2 separate regions of the Mus musculus genome follow, and region 1 is linked to region 2. A link is a contact called in public HiChIP or PLAC-seq data. All regions are on one chromosome and are shown on one strand. Each heading gives the region's core, a stretch centred on a gene start, on an enhancer-like site or on the middle of the called end of the contact. The rest is flanking DNA. Distances are from core to core; before and after follow the strand shown. Region 1 overlaps Klf7 (Kruppel-like factor 7 (ubiquitous)). Region 2 has its middle 31 kb from the start of Gm13749.

Region 1 (6,169 bases), core at 2,201-4,700, 110 kb after region 2:
TATGTCGGCCCCCACAACAGATTATTCTTTAAATTACTTTTTCTTCTCTCATACATAGAAGGAAAAGTGACTGGCTTTTCATTTTAACAGCTGAAAGGGACAGAGGCTAGGGCAGAGCAGCCCCTCCCCCACCTCAGCTTCAGCCCTTATTTCTCATAACAGTGTGGTTTTTCTATGCATCCCTCCGGCCACGGCCACACCCACACCTCCTAAGAAATGTCTTAAAATAAAACAAGTCTTAGGATGAGTGTGTAGGCCCCATTGGAGGAAGCTGGGTAAAGGACACATAGGTCTCTTTGTACTCTTTTTGCAACTTCCCATGAGTCTGTAATTACTTCAAAATAAAAAGTTCTTCAAAAATGAAGCAAGCCCATGCTTTAAGGGCCAAGGCACAGTGGGGAGCCCCTAATGTAAGAGAAAGGGGACCTACTTAGGGAGAGCAAAGATTTACAAACATCACTACCTACCCCTGGCCTGGCTACTTCTATGGTCCCTGGGCAAGGGTGACAAAGCCAGCCAGTTTTTGAACTATTTTAGGATATATTTGATTTTTTAAAAGAACATAACAGTGTTTTCCAATGAAGCTAACTGTCATAGTTATGAGCTTTGAATGTTGCTACTTGATCTGAACCATTTAACATTTTTTAATAGTTGAGCTTTTTTATCCTCTCTTAAAAATCAAAACTAAACCGTCAAAGTACACAATTATTTAAGTTTACAGAGAAAGATACAGCTCTCCAGATGGAGTTTATCCAGCTCATGACTTAAGCATTTTATGGCCACACTTGCCCAAAAGTCATATTGGTGGCTAAACCTAGTTGCATGCTCCAGTGTTCTGTTGCTTCTCTAATGCCACTGCTCAGGTGGGAAGTTGAGCTAAATATATGTCCCAAGAAATCCTTGAAGAAGTGGTCAGGAGGCTGATGACTATTATCTCAGCTTCACACCTCTTACTGTCTATTAGCCCAGCTTCACACCTCTTGATGACTATTAGCCCAGCTTCATCTCTTGATGACTATTAGCCCAGCTTCACACCTCTTGATGACTATTAGCCCAGCTTCACACCTCTTGATGACTATTAGCCCAGCTTCACACCTCTTGGTGACTATTAGCCCAGCTTCACACCTCTTGATGACTATTAGCCCAGCTTCATCTCTTGATGACTATTAGCCCAGCTTCACACCTCTTGATGACTATTAGCCCAGCTTCATCTCTTGATGACTATTAGCCCAGCTTCATCTCTTGATGACTATTAGCCCAGCTTCATACCTCTTGATGACTATTAGCCCAGCTTCACCTCTTGTTTCTTACAGAAATCTACAACCTAGACCATTGGAAGCTGTGAACTTCTGAGACCCTCACTGAATTCTACCTAAAGTCTGTCTACTCAAGTAGGCAGACCAAGAAAGTCCTGGTAGATGACACAACTGTCCAAAGTCATCCTAAAATTCAAACTTTACTTCAAAAGGACATGAAGGAACAGATATGCCTATGCCAAAGATAAATGGGCTAAATGCCCAATGGCCCAGTGTCCAAGCCTGACCTACAGTGTTTATTTGAACATTCAATATTTTTATTCTACCTTTGTTTAATAACCAGGGAACTACAATTCTTAAATTCTGATTATTTTCTTTTTTAAATTGTTTGTTTGTGTGTTTTGTTTGTTTGTTTTAGCTCCTCTTGAACTCTGAGACCTGTCAGAAGATTTTGTGTCCCTTATAGCAGCATCTGGCTGGCAGTGAATGGTAGCTTCCCCTTTAAATGGGCAAATACTGTACACAGCCAATGTTACCACCTCTCCAATAACTTTCACTCTGCCAGACTCTCTCCTTGGCTCCTGGTATCCATGCCTATGGCTCCAGCACTCTTTTCATTTGCTACTGTCTACCGTGCCAGGGAAATAATCTCCTCCCCTCGTCTATCCCCCAAACTGTTCTCCACTGTCTAAACTCTTGGTGATCCTACCATGTGCTACAACCCCAGTCTTTGCTCTGCCACCCCGCTCCAAGACCCTCTCGCAATGTCTTTGTTTTGCTTATAGCCACAAGAGAAAAGACATGTCTCAACACCCCTCTTGTTCTACCCAGAGCATGTGCACTTTCCAGCAGCCATTAAGGGCTGATAACTGCCTTCTCCTAGGTTCCATGTAGATGTGTTGGTTCCTTAGACAAGAATAAGAAATCGGAGTCAGTGACATGGCTCACTGGGTAAAAGTATTTTATGTGCAAGGCCGACAAGACAACCTGAGATCAAATGCCTAGAACCTAGGTGAAGGTTGAAAGAGAAAACTGACTCCACAAAGTTGTTCAATTACCTACACAGGTTCTCTCTCTCTCTATCACACACACACAATTAATAATAATAATAATAATTATTATTATTGTTTTAAAATCTTGTACAAAAAAAAATAAGAAATTAGTGGTACATGCTTTTGTTGCAGGATACTGAGACATCAATCTCAAAATAAATAGTAAACTAACTTCCTGCTGGCTAGCTTTCATAGCCCGAAGGTGCTATGGAGGCCACTGGTAGAGAAAAATCTACAATGGAATTACCTAGTGGCGGACTCTGCACACTGCAAAATCCTGCCCCGCATGATGTACCTACCTAGTGGTAGCATGACCTAAATATGGAGGTAACCAACCATCTTCTGCCTTGATTTGAGACCCACTCATGCCTGACACTGTGCTTGTCCAAAAGCCCAAGGCTAGGTAGGTCACAGGCCTTAATGTAAAACTTGCTGGTATTTTTGCTAAACACTCATGTTGTCAAAACCGCCTTCTAAATATTTGTGTATACCCACAGGTTAGGTAGTCTGAATTTTGGTCAGAATAGCTTCTTTTTCACTAGGCAGCAGTCAATGCCAAGACTGATCGCTGGTCACTGATCACTGAGAATGAGTGACTGTTGAGTACTGGCATAGTTGGCTTCAGCTGTCAAGGATGACACAAACCTAAGGTCAGCTGAGAAGAGAGAACCTACTGAAGAATTACTCAAATCAGAATGACCTGTGGACATGTGTGTTTAGCATTTTCTTAATCACTAGTTGATGAAGGAGAGCCCAGTCTACTGTCGGAGGTGTAGTCTCCTAGGCAGGTGGGCCTACATAATAGAGGTTTCTGCTTCTGTTCCTACCTCCAGGTTCCTGCCTTGGTGCCTGCCCCTTGATGACCGGCTATAACCTGTACACTAAAGAAAACATTTCGAAGGTGGTTTTGGTCAGTATTTGTTCACAGCAATAAAGATCAAACTAGGACAAGTGCTGAGCCCTAAGTGGGACATCTATACCAACCCCCACCCCGCCCCTGGACTCAGAGAATATCATGGGGAGGGGGAAGATGAACGTTAGAGGGAGAATAGGGAGAATCATTGTGCAATGTTGTCTCCTAGATATGGCAGAACTGCAGTACTTATGATCTCACAGCACCTATATGGCTATCTGTACAAGATCAAACAAGTGAACATTACATCATGGAGCAGGAAGTGTTTTGCAAGCACCCAACCCTAGCTGAGGAGCTATTGGCAGCTGACGGCAGGGAGAGGGCAATTTTCTTCTGGGGTATGGTCCTAGTAGGATGTCCGTGTTCCTTGGGTAGCCCCTCCTCTAGCACTGGTCACTGTAGATACAGCACTCTTGGTATGTCCCTGGTAACAGGAAGACATAAGAGAGTCACTTCCAGAAACCCAGAAGTCACCTCACTCCCCAGTGTTCCAGGGGGCACAAAATGAAAATGGCTTCAGTATCTGACACTTGATTCTCAAAGGCTTGTCAGCATAGGACCGATCCTGAACAGCAGATAAACATAGGCATCAGCTGTGAAGACTTCATGGAGCTTGGCCGGTCCAGTCAATGTAGTCTCTACGTCCTTTCTTACCTGCAGTAACCCCACCCAAGGTCAATATGGCCCTCCTATCAGAGAGTTCACACTCCTTTCCTGCCTTGTTATTCCCACCAAGGTCATCTCTGGCTAAGGCAAGAGGCCATAATCCAGCCAGCTACGTGCTGTTCTGTGCCTTTCTTAGAAGCGTGAGTAGCAGAAACTTGACAAGACTTAAGGGAAAGGGGCCTCTGCCGTCCCTTTAAGTCCAGGACTTCCTACCCAGGTGATTCCCAATCTTATCACAGAACAGCATGTGACAGTATACATTGTTAATGAGTCACTTAGCCACACAGATCTGCCTTTAGAACAGAGCTCTCACTTCCAACCCCCAAACCTAGCCTTTCTCCATCTCTGCGCACACATCACTCTACCAGACAAGAGATGTGCACGCACCTACCACAGCCCAGAAAGCAGGAGACTAGGGCAGCATGTGATGGCATACTAAGTGTTTACATCCATGTGCCACTCAGGACTGCAATCCTGTTATTACAGCACCTGCACTGCAGACAGGAGAAATAGTTTGATGGTTCACTGTGGTTTATTCTCAGATTTTCCACGCCACCATCACTTCAGTCTCATCTACAATCCACACTTCTACCAAGTCAGGGTACCTATCTGTAGCATCATTCCTAACTCAAGCTTCACATGTTTTAAATTTTCTTACTAAAAATGCTTGTTAATATGGGACAATCGTAAAATGAAAAGCATGAAGTTAAAACAAATATTATAAACTTTGAACCAAATGTCTGCCAATCAGATATCCTGGATCTGCAACCTGTTCTCTTCATCTTAACTAGTAATGACAGTGTTAGTAATACAATCAATCAAAAGAAAGGAAGGAGGAAGCATGGAGGCCAGAGAGGCTAAGGCAGGAGAGAGGCTACTCCAGAGGTGAATTACCCTTTGTATTAGAAGGATGTAAAGAAGCTGAGAGTGGACTGAATCTGTCTCCCAAGGTTGATTCTGTGTTTATTCAGCACTATGCTCACAAAGCCCCTTGCAGTGCAACCTCCCCTCCCCTCCCCTCAGCATTGGCTTAAGTAAGCCATGCTGAGCCTGTACCATGCACTGTGCTAACATGCAAATACGTTTACTTTATGGCAAAGGGGCTGAGGATTCTTGAGAGACCAATCCTGGCTTGGACTTAATGACCCTTAAAGCTCAGCCGGGTTATTTGCAAATCGAGGGGGAGGAGAAGGGAGACGAAATGTCTAGAGCTCCCTCCGAAAGTTTTAATCTTTATAAACCTGGGTCTCACAGTGCAAAGGTTGGAGGGAAACATCAACAGGCATTCATCTCGGGTCTAGCAAGTGGGCTGCACTCCATGTCTGGTTTGTAGGCTCCTTTCATGCCCGTATCCTGTCTATCGTTCCTTTTCTCCTACATTTTCATAGTAATTCGCTCCACAGTAATATAAATGGCACTTGGAGTTGAAAACTTGTTCAAATACACACGGATGGAGAAAAGGAGAAAGGAAGGGGAGGGGATGGGGAGGAAGGGGATGGGGAGGAAGGGGAGGAGGAGGGAGAGGAGAGGAGGGGGGGGAGATTGAGACTGACCTTGATTCACCATTTAGCAGCCAAGAATTTTACAAAAGAAAAAAATAGAGATTGGAGAAAAGAAGGGGAAATACTTCATATTATGTAAGTCACAGGGGCAGCTTTAAAGAGGGTAAAAATGACCCTGAAAAAATAAAAAGTCCCCATCTGGGCAACAATAGGGATATCCTTAGTAACACAAGGAAGCCAATATAAAAGAATAATTCCTTTAAGCACCCCTAATGTAAAATAGCATCCTGAAAGCACTAGAAAATAAAGGACAAGTGGCATGCTGGCAATTTCTGGAAGACAGCAGAGCACTTGAGACTTGGAAAGGACTTTATTATAATACTGGGACTTTTTACACAGAGAACATCACTTCTTTAAGTGAAATAAGTCCCACAAAGTCAACTTCCACAAAAAAAAAAAAAAAAAAAAAAAAAAAGGGCAGCTAAAGGAGAATTCTGTACATGTTTCTATATCAGGGTTTCTAAGAAAATCCCTGAACTGGTTATTCTGACACACACACACACACACACACACACACCAAAAAGTGTTTTCCCACCATTTGTTGGTTTAGTCTCTGAAAGAGGCTAAGGGAATCACCAGAACAAAATCATTTTTGGTTAATGAGTATGCAGTGCCTGACTGGGGAAAAAAAAATTTTAAGTGGTTGTTTTTGTTTTTGTTTTCTTTAATTCTCACATAATTTTATTTAATAACTTATTAATTTTATTTTTCACCATAAAT
Region 2 (6,046 bases), core at 1,313-3,812:
CTCTGACAAAACACTTGGCCACTGCAGCTTCAGGAAGGAAGGATTGACTTGTTTCCAATGAGAGGAAGGACCCACGTCGGTTGGGAAGGTGTGGCTTAGCATAGCCTGTCGTTATGTAACAGTAGTCAGGAAGGAAAGGGAGAGGTGAAGGGTGACACACCAGGTTGCTTTCTTTTATTCTTTCCCTGTCCCTCTTATTCAGTCTGTAGCCCATGGGGTGACGCAATCTACATTAAAGGTGGGTCTTCCCTCTCAGGTACACATTTACAGAAACACTCTCATAAGCATCTCTCTCTGTGAGGTGACTCAGATTCTAGTCAAGTTGACAATGAATACTAACCATTGCATGCACAATATGGCTAGACAACTGAAAAGACATAAGTGTGGGAAAGAAGGCTGTTCAGCTAACATTAGCTAAGTACTAATTATATTTCATACTTTGCAAATGTGTACCGTACAAATAACATGACGGAGCCCTCACAATAAATTTTCAAGTTAGGATTCATCATATCCTTTCTTTATAAATGTGAAAGAGCTAAGGCAGCAAAGAGGTTAAATAAATTGGTCAAGATTCAAAACCTGCACATGCTATGATTTGACTCTAAGTCAAAGACCAATCCTTGCACAATAAGAAATAAAACTCTTCTATTGTGTCTTCCCCCTTTTTTAGTTAATTTTGGTTCCTACAGCACATTGGCGTTAGACGGAGCACACTCCTTCCAACGTTACTTTGTGACATTTGCTTGTGAGAGTTGTAGCCAGTCAATACTACCCTCATTGTCCCTGGCATAAAGCACAGTCATGGTGGCCTTGCGAATGAAGTTTCAGGAGCTTTGATTCAATTCCATTAACCAATCTTGAGAGGGGCTGGGACAAGGGGACATTAGAACCAGCCTCCCAGTGGAGTGAGCAGCTCACCTGTAAAGGAGCCTGCCCTGAGAGGTCTAGGAACTTTGATGAAAATTTTAAGGATGTAGGTAGAAAATGAATGGCAAAAACGTCCCCATCCCCCTACCCCAAGAAAGTGCCTTTAGTAAGCTAGGCCTTAACCCCTGTTCCTGTTTATGCCTCGCAGGTAAGCTTCAGGGGGTTAGGGTGGGTGGATTACTCCCTAGCAATGCCGGGAAGTCCGTCTACAAGCCAATTAGAACACACCCAGATTTGCCAGGAAAGCATTTGCCTCACTTGACTTTATTGGTTTCATAAAACAAGTGAAAGAAATCAGCAAGCTCACCATCCTAGCCAAGATGAAAGGCCAACCGGAGGCCACACAGGCTCCTGGCTGCAACCCTTCTCCTAGCATGCTATCCTGATCTGTACAGCAAGCACCATGTGGTCTCAGGAACACATCAGCTTCCATGTGATGGGAGATCTCCGATTTAGTCTCAGCACCCCTGAGTGTGTGCCCTGCATCTTGGAGAACTCACACTGTTTTTCTGAGCCTCGGCATCTTTGTCTGTCAATTTCAGGTGAGGTCACTTTATACAAGCTTGGATGTACATAATTTAAAACCTTAAAGGAAGCCAAATACTTATATGCAGAGGATCATCTTCATTCTGCCTTCACTCCCTACATTACCTTCTGGGGTTGGTGTTTAAGCCTAAACATAAATTATCTTTGCTGTTATTGACTCTCCATTGCAAGCAGTGAAGAGAGAGAGGAAGAAAGGCGAGGGAGAGAGAGAGAGAACATGTGTCCCTCGCTTGCCTTTTCTTTCTTTCTTTGTCACTTCTCAAGGTTTCTGGGAAAGGAGCAAATAGAACAGAGTGCTCTTGTCCAGCCCCTTACCCCTCCCCCTGGCCGGAGATGGACACTTTCTACTACTCCCTCTTGTCCCCTCCCCCATCCTCATCAGAGCAGTCAGGGATGTGAAAGCCCTGTGAGTAATTCCAGGGTTTGCCTGACCTTCGCCAGACAGAAACAGTGTGTGGTTCACGGTCTTTTCTGGGGTCCACAACGGGCTTTTCTGGGGTCCACCACGGGCTTTTCTGGGGCCCACCACGGGCTTTTCTGAACCTGTCCTCAGAGGCAACCTGGCAAATCAGCCTAATGGGCTGATGTGGTTCAAGACTGAGAGTGGAATCGACCCTCCTCCCTGAAAAAAAATTATAAAAAACTGTCTTTATCCCACACTGTGTTCAGTGCCCCAAACAATTACTGATGGTAATTAGCCGTCCAGAACAACAAGCACATTATATCTTGCTCAGCTGTGCTGCCATGGCTCGCGAGCAAAGGGCATTGTGTCTGAGCACAGTCGCTGTGATTTGAAAATCTCCCATGTGGACTCTGGGAAACACGACCCTTGCCGCTTCCCTCTAACCTGGAGAACCAACCCCTGGTTATTAAGCTGGAGTTTCCTTTGGGGCAGAGTTCAAAAGAGAGGCATGAGAACTTGCGCTCCAGAAAACTGTCCGTTTGTTTGAAATTTCTGACAGTCCTGCTGCTTGGTGGGGTATTTTAGCACAGGCTGGTTCTCCTGCATGCGCATCTTGGGTTGTAAGGCTTCCCACGGCCTTGATGCTGTCAATATTGGAACAGGAGCAGGGAACACACACACACACACACACACACACACTACCATGAGTCGGGGAAGCGAAAGGGTGAGAAGTTACCACTCTTTAAACCACAGGAGGGGTTGGAAAGCCAACTTACCAAAATAGCAGTTCAAAAAAAATTTTTTTGAAAAACAAATTCACCACCAAACAGTTTCTCCTGCTCCATTTATTTCAACTAGTGTGGTATTAATAGAACGCCTAACAGCAGGGAGCAGGGAAATAAATGTATTCTCACTCACAAGGGAATGACTAAATGACTCACAAATGCAAAAATAAATAAATGGCTTCCCGTGAAAATCTGAAACTGTATTACCCCAACCGAAACAACGAAGCTTTTTAACTATAACCTAACGTGCTAAATCCGATCAGTTTTATTTGAGGCCATAGATAGATCGAGCGATCAATCTCCATTATCCCCGGTTCCTTTTCATCTTCATAGTGCTATTTTTCTTCCTTCAAGACATTTCAGTTCATTTCCTCAAGCCTTCCTCAGTTTAATGGCTGATTTTCCCACCAGGAAAAAAATCTCACTTCCTCTACAGGAAACAAAGGAAACAACCAAGAAGGAAGCTTTAGAAAGATAAGTCTCAAGACTATTCAGTGAGGAGGAAGCCATTCGGGGTGAGAGGAAGATAACAGGTAGATAAATACTGTGTACCCCAGCTTCTCTCAAACCTTCTGTTAAATGTTAACAGGTGCTGCCTCCTGACACTATAAAAAGATCAACTTTTTGTCTCCTGTATAATTTGTGAACAGGTAGGCCCCGGAGGGCCTGAATGAGGTCATGCCAATTAACTCACCGGTTCCTGCAATCAGAGTGATAATGACATCCTTAGCAACCACGCTATCTATGGCACCGCCCACTGCTGTGAAAACCCTCTTCATCTAAGCAGGTTGGAGGGTGCCTGGCCAGAGCTGTGATCTCAGACCCTGCAGGCTGAGAATTACACTCACCTCCCCCACCCTCCACCCCAGTGATTCCCAGACACTCCTTCCCTAACCCAAAAGAGGAATGAGGAAATCAAATCAAATCAAAACAAACAAAAACAAACAAAATAAACTTTCTCCATCCACAAAAGCTGAGGACCGGGACTTTCCCCAGAGTCCACAGCTACTATGAGCTGCCTCATCAGAACCATCTTAGAGGAATTAATGATTGCTTGAGCCCCATCCAGCCTGCCTGGACTGTACATACTTACCCCTTGCTTTAAAAATCCTTGTAACTGGGCTGCCTTTGCTAATGGACCCTCACAGCTACTTCGTGGGACGAGATTTGATATGCCGAAGGCAGTAGAACAGAAGGCAATGTCCAAGACTAAAAGTACTTTTAAAATTCAGCTTCCTGGGACACACTGACTATATATGACAACCAGGACAGCAACCAAGAATACATCCCGCAAGTGGGCAAACTTACTTCAACAAACTTAAGCTCTAAACATTTCAGTTTGAGTCAACATTTATTATATGAACCCCCTCCCACCTGCCCCTTGGTATATTAGCTATTTGGGGAAACTTAATGAAAAAAAAGTGAGGCAAATCAGTATATCCTTACTTTCAAGGAAGTTCAAATCTATCTGGGAAAAGGGCAGGAGAAAAGAAAGGAGGAAGAGGTGAGAAGAGAGAGACAATACCCCAAAACAATAATGTGAGTTAAATGGGAAAGTAGTCTTTAGTGTGTGGAGTTCTCATGGATATAGAGGGATGTAGTTAAAACACCTGATCAGGACATTTAAATAGGTATTACAATGAGAAGCAAGGAGAGAGGAAAGAGATGAGGAAGGCAGAAAAACAGAAGCAACTGCATAGAGGCCAAGGAGTAGCTAACAATCCCCAGGAAAGCAGAGACCATGGCTAAGTAGACTTTATCCACCCCCACTTACCTGAGGTTTCTCTTTCCTGTAGCTTTAGGTACTAGCTGTCAATCATGGTCTGAAAATATTAAGTGGGAAGTTCTAGAAATAAGCAATTTTTGAATTGTGGTTGTGATGAAGTTTCCTACTGTCTGGCCTCTTCCTACCTGAATACACCATGGTTCAGCACACCTAAAGGTGTGTGTGTGTGTGTGTGTGTGTGTGTGTGTGTGTGTGTGTTTGTGTGTGTTACCTATCCATTAGCCAACTGGGAGCTGTCTCTGTTGTCAGACTGACTGCCCTGGATAACACAGGGCTTCTGCCCAAGAATGTTTTATTTCATTTAATAATGGCCTCAAAGAATTAGAATAATGTGGCTTGCAATTCTACTGTAGTCCATTGTTTTAATGTTCTATTATCATTAGTTCCTATCAGTAATCTCTTGCTCTGCCTAATTTATAAACTAAAGCTTATCATATATACATGTACATATACCATATACACATATACATATATATATATATATATATATATACAGTGTGTATATTTATGTATACGCATATAGTATTTGCATACACATACAGGAAAGACATAATAATAGGCACAGGCTTGGTGCTACCTGTGGTTTCGGGTACCTACTACATGTTTTGGAATCTCTCGCTTGGATAAGAAGGAGCTCTTGTACATCTCAGGACTTTCCAGCTTGGTTCTACTGTATGGGAGGCTCTTTATCAAAAATTTCAATAAAAATGTTTTACTTTGAGGTTTTTATTTATTATAACCTCCTTTCTTTGCCCACAGAGTTCATTTTTTCTGAAATAATAGTGCTAGCACAAGGTAGGTAAAGCAAAAGAGAAAAGAAGGAAGAAAGGAAAGAAGGAAGGGAAGGAAGGAGACTGGGGGAGTGAGGGAGAGAGGGAGGAAGGAAGGGGAGAAGGAAAAAGGAAGAAGAGGAGAAGGGAGATGAAGAAAAGGAAGGAAAGAGAGGAAGGGGGGGAAAGACGACAGACAGGATGGGAAGGAAGGCAGAGGGGATGAAGGCAGAGGGGAAGAATTTGCCAGTAACACTACTGATTACACTACCAGGGGCCCCCTACACTCTTCCAGGTCACTTCGAATTGTGTTTCAGAGAGTTCTGTTCCCAGTCAGGGAGAAGGCAGAAAGGACTGGGGAAAGGAAGGAGGAAGGCAAAAGGGAGGGAGAGCAGGAGTTAGCTGTGCAGGATGGAAACTGCCAATGGGAGACGGGGTTATGGAATGAACAGTGTGCAGCAGTAAGACTGTATTCTCAGCCTGAGTCCTTACATGCACATAGGTGGCAGCGCATGACAGGCCTATGACTTCAGAAATGATTTGCAGAGCCAGTGTTATCTATCTGTAATGTCAGCATTTACCATGTGTTTCTCATTGGAGAATATCAATTCTCTGTTTTCCTAATTGATTCCAGTAACATAGATACCCAGAATGCTGTATACCCCTCACTGATTGCTGGGCAAACATTATTGAAATGTCAATATTTGCTCTTTTTCCTAGAACATCATTGTCAAAGGCTGCAAATCATTTGGGGGCACATCTCTGATATTTAATGTATGGAGAGTGCTGATCAAAACTATTTTTTTAATTCTTCTTCATGCTTTCTCTG

The links. HiChIP or PLAC-seq counts read pairs in DNA pulled down with a chosen protein or histone mark.
Region 1: a BATF HiChIP or PLAC-seq map of CD8 T cells shows a contact between it and region 2, with 6 read pairs. The contact joins two enhancer-like sites. A contact is called at or near these places in 1 of 39 promoter capture datasets (frontonasal cranial neural crest), 14 of 484 Hi-C or Micro-C datasets (CD4 T cells, CD8 T cells, DN3 thymocytes and 10 more) and 18 of 115 datasets of contacts at active chromatin or transcription factors (CD8 T cells, the HPC-7 cell line, Th17 cells and 15 more).

Annotation. Positions count from the first base shown.
Region 1 is chr1:64,101,356-64,107,524 of GRCm38.p6, forward strand. The region is part of intron 1 of Klf7 (Kruppel-like factor 7 (ubiquitous)); the gene reads right to left. Among named protein-coding and RNA genes, the nearest start is that of Klf7, 17 kb to the right of the region's middle. Within about 2 kb of position 3,451, at least 61 of the 459 cell types and tissues checked have an H3K27ac peak or open chromatin away from gene starts, as enhancers often do. A contact at or near this core is called in CD8 T cells, where this site is marked.
Region 2 is chr1:63,992,614-63,998,659 of GRCm38.p6, forward strand. No RefSeq gene overlaps it. Among named protein-coding and RNA genes, the nearest start is that of Gm13749, 31 kb to the left of the region's middle. RefSeq lists an enhancer at 681-3,959. Within about 2 kb of position 2,563, at least 115 of the 459 cell types and tissues checked have an H3K27ac peak or open chromatin away from gene starts, as enhancers often do. A contact at or near this core is called in CD8 T cells, where this site is marked.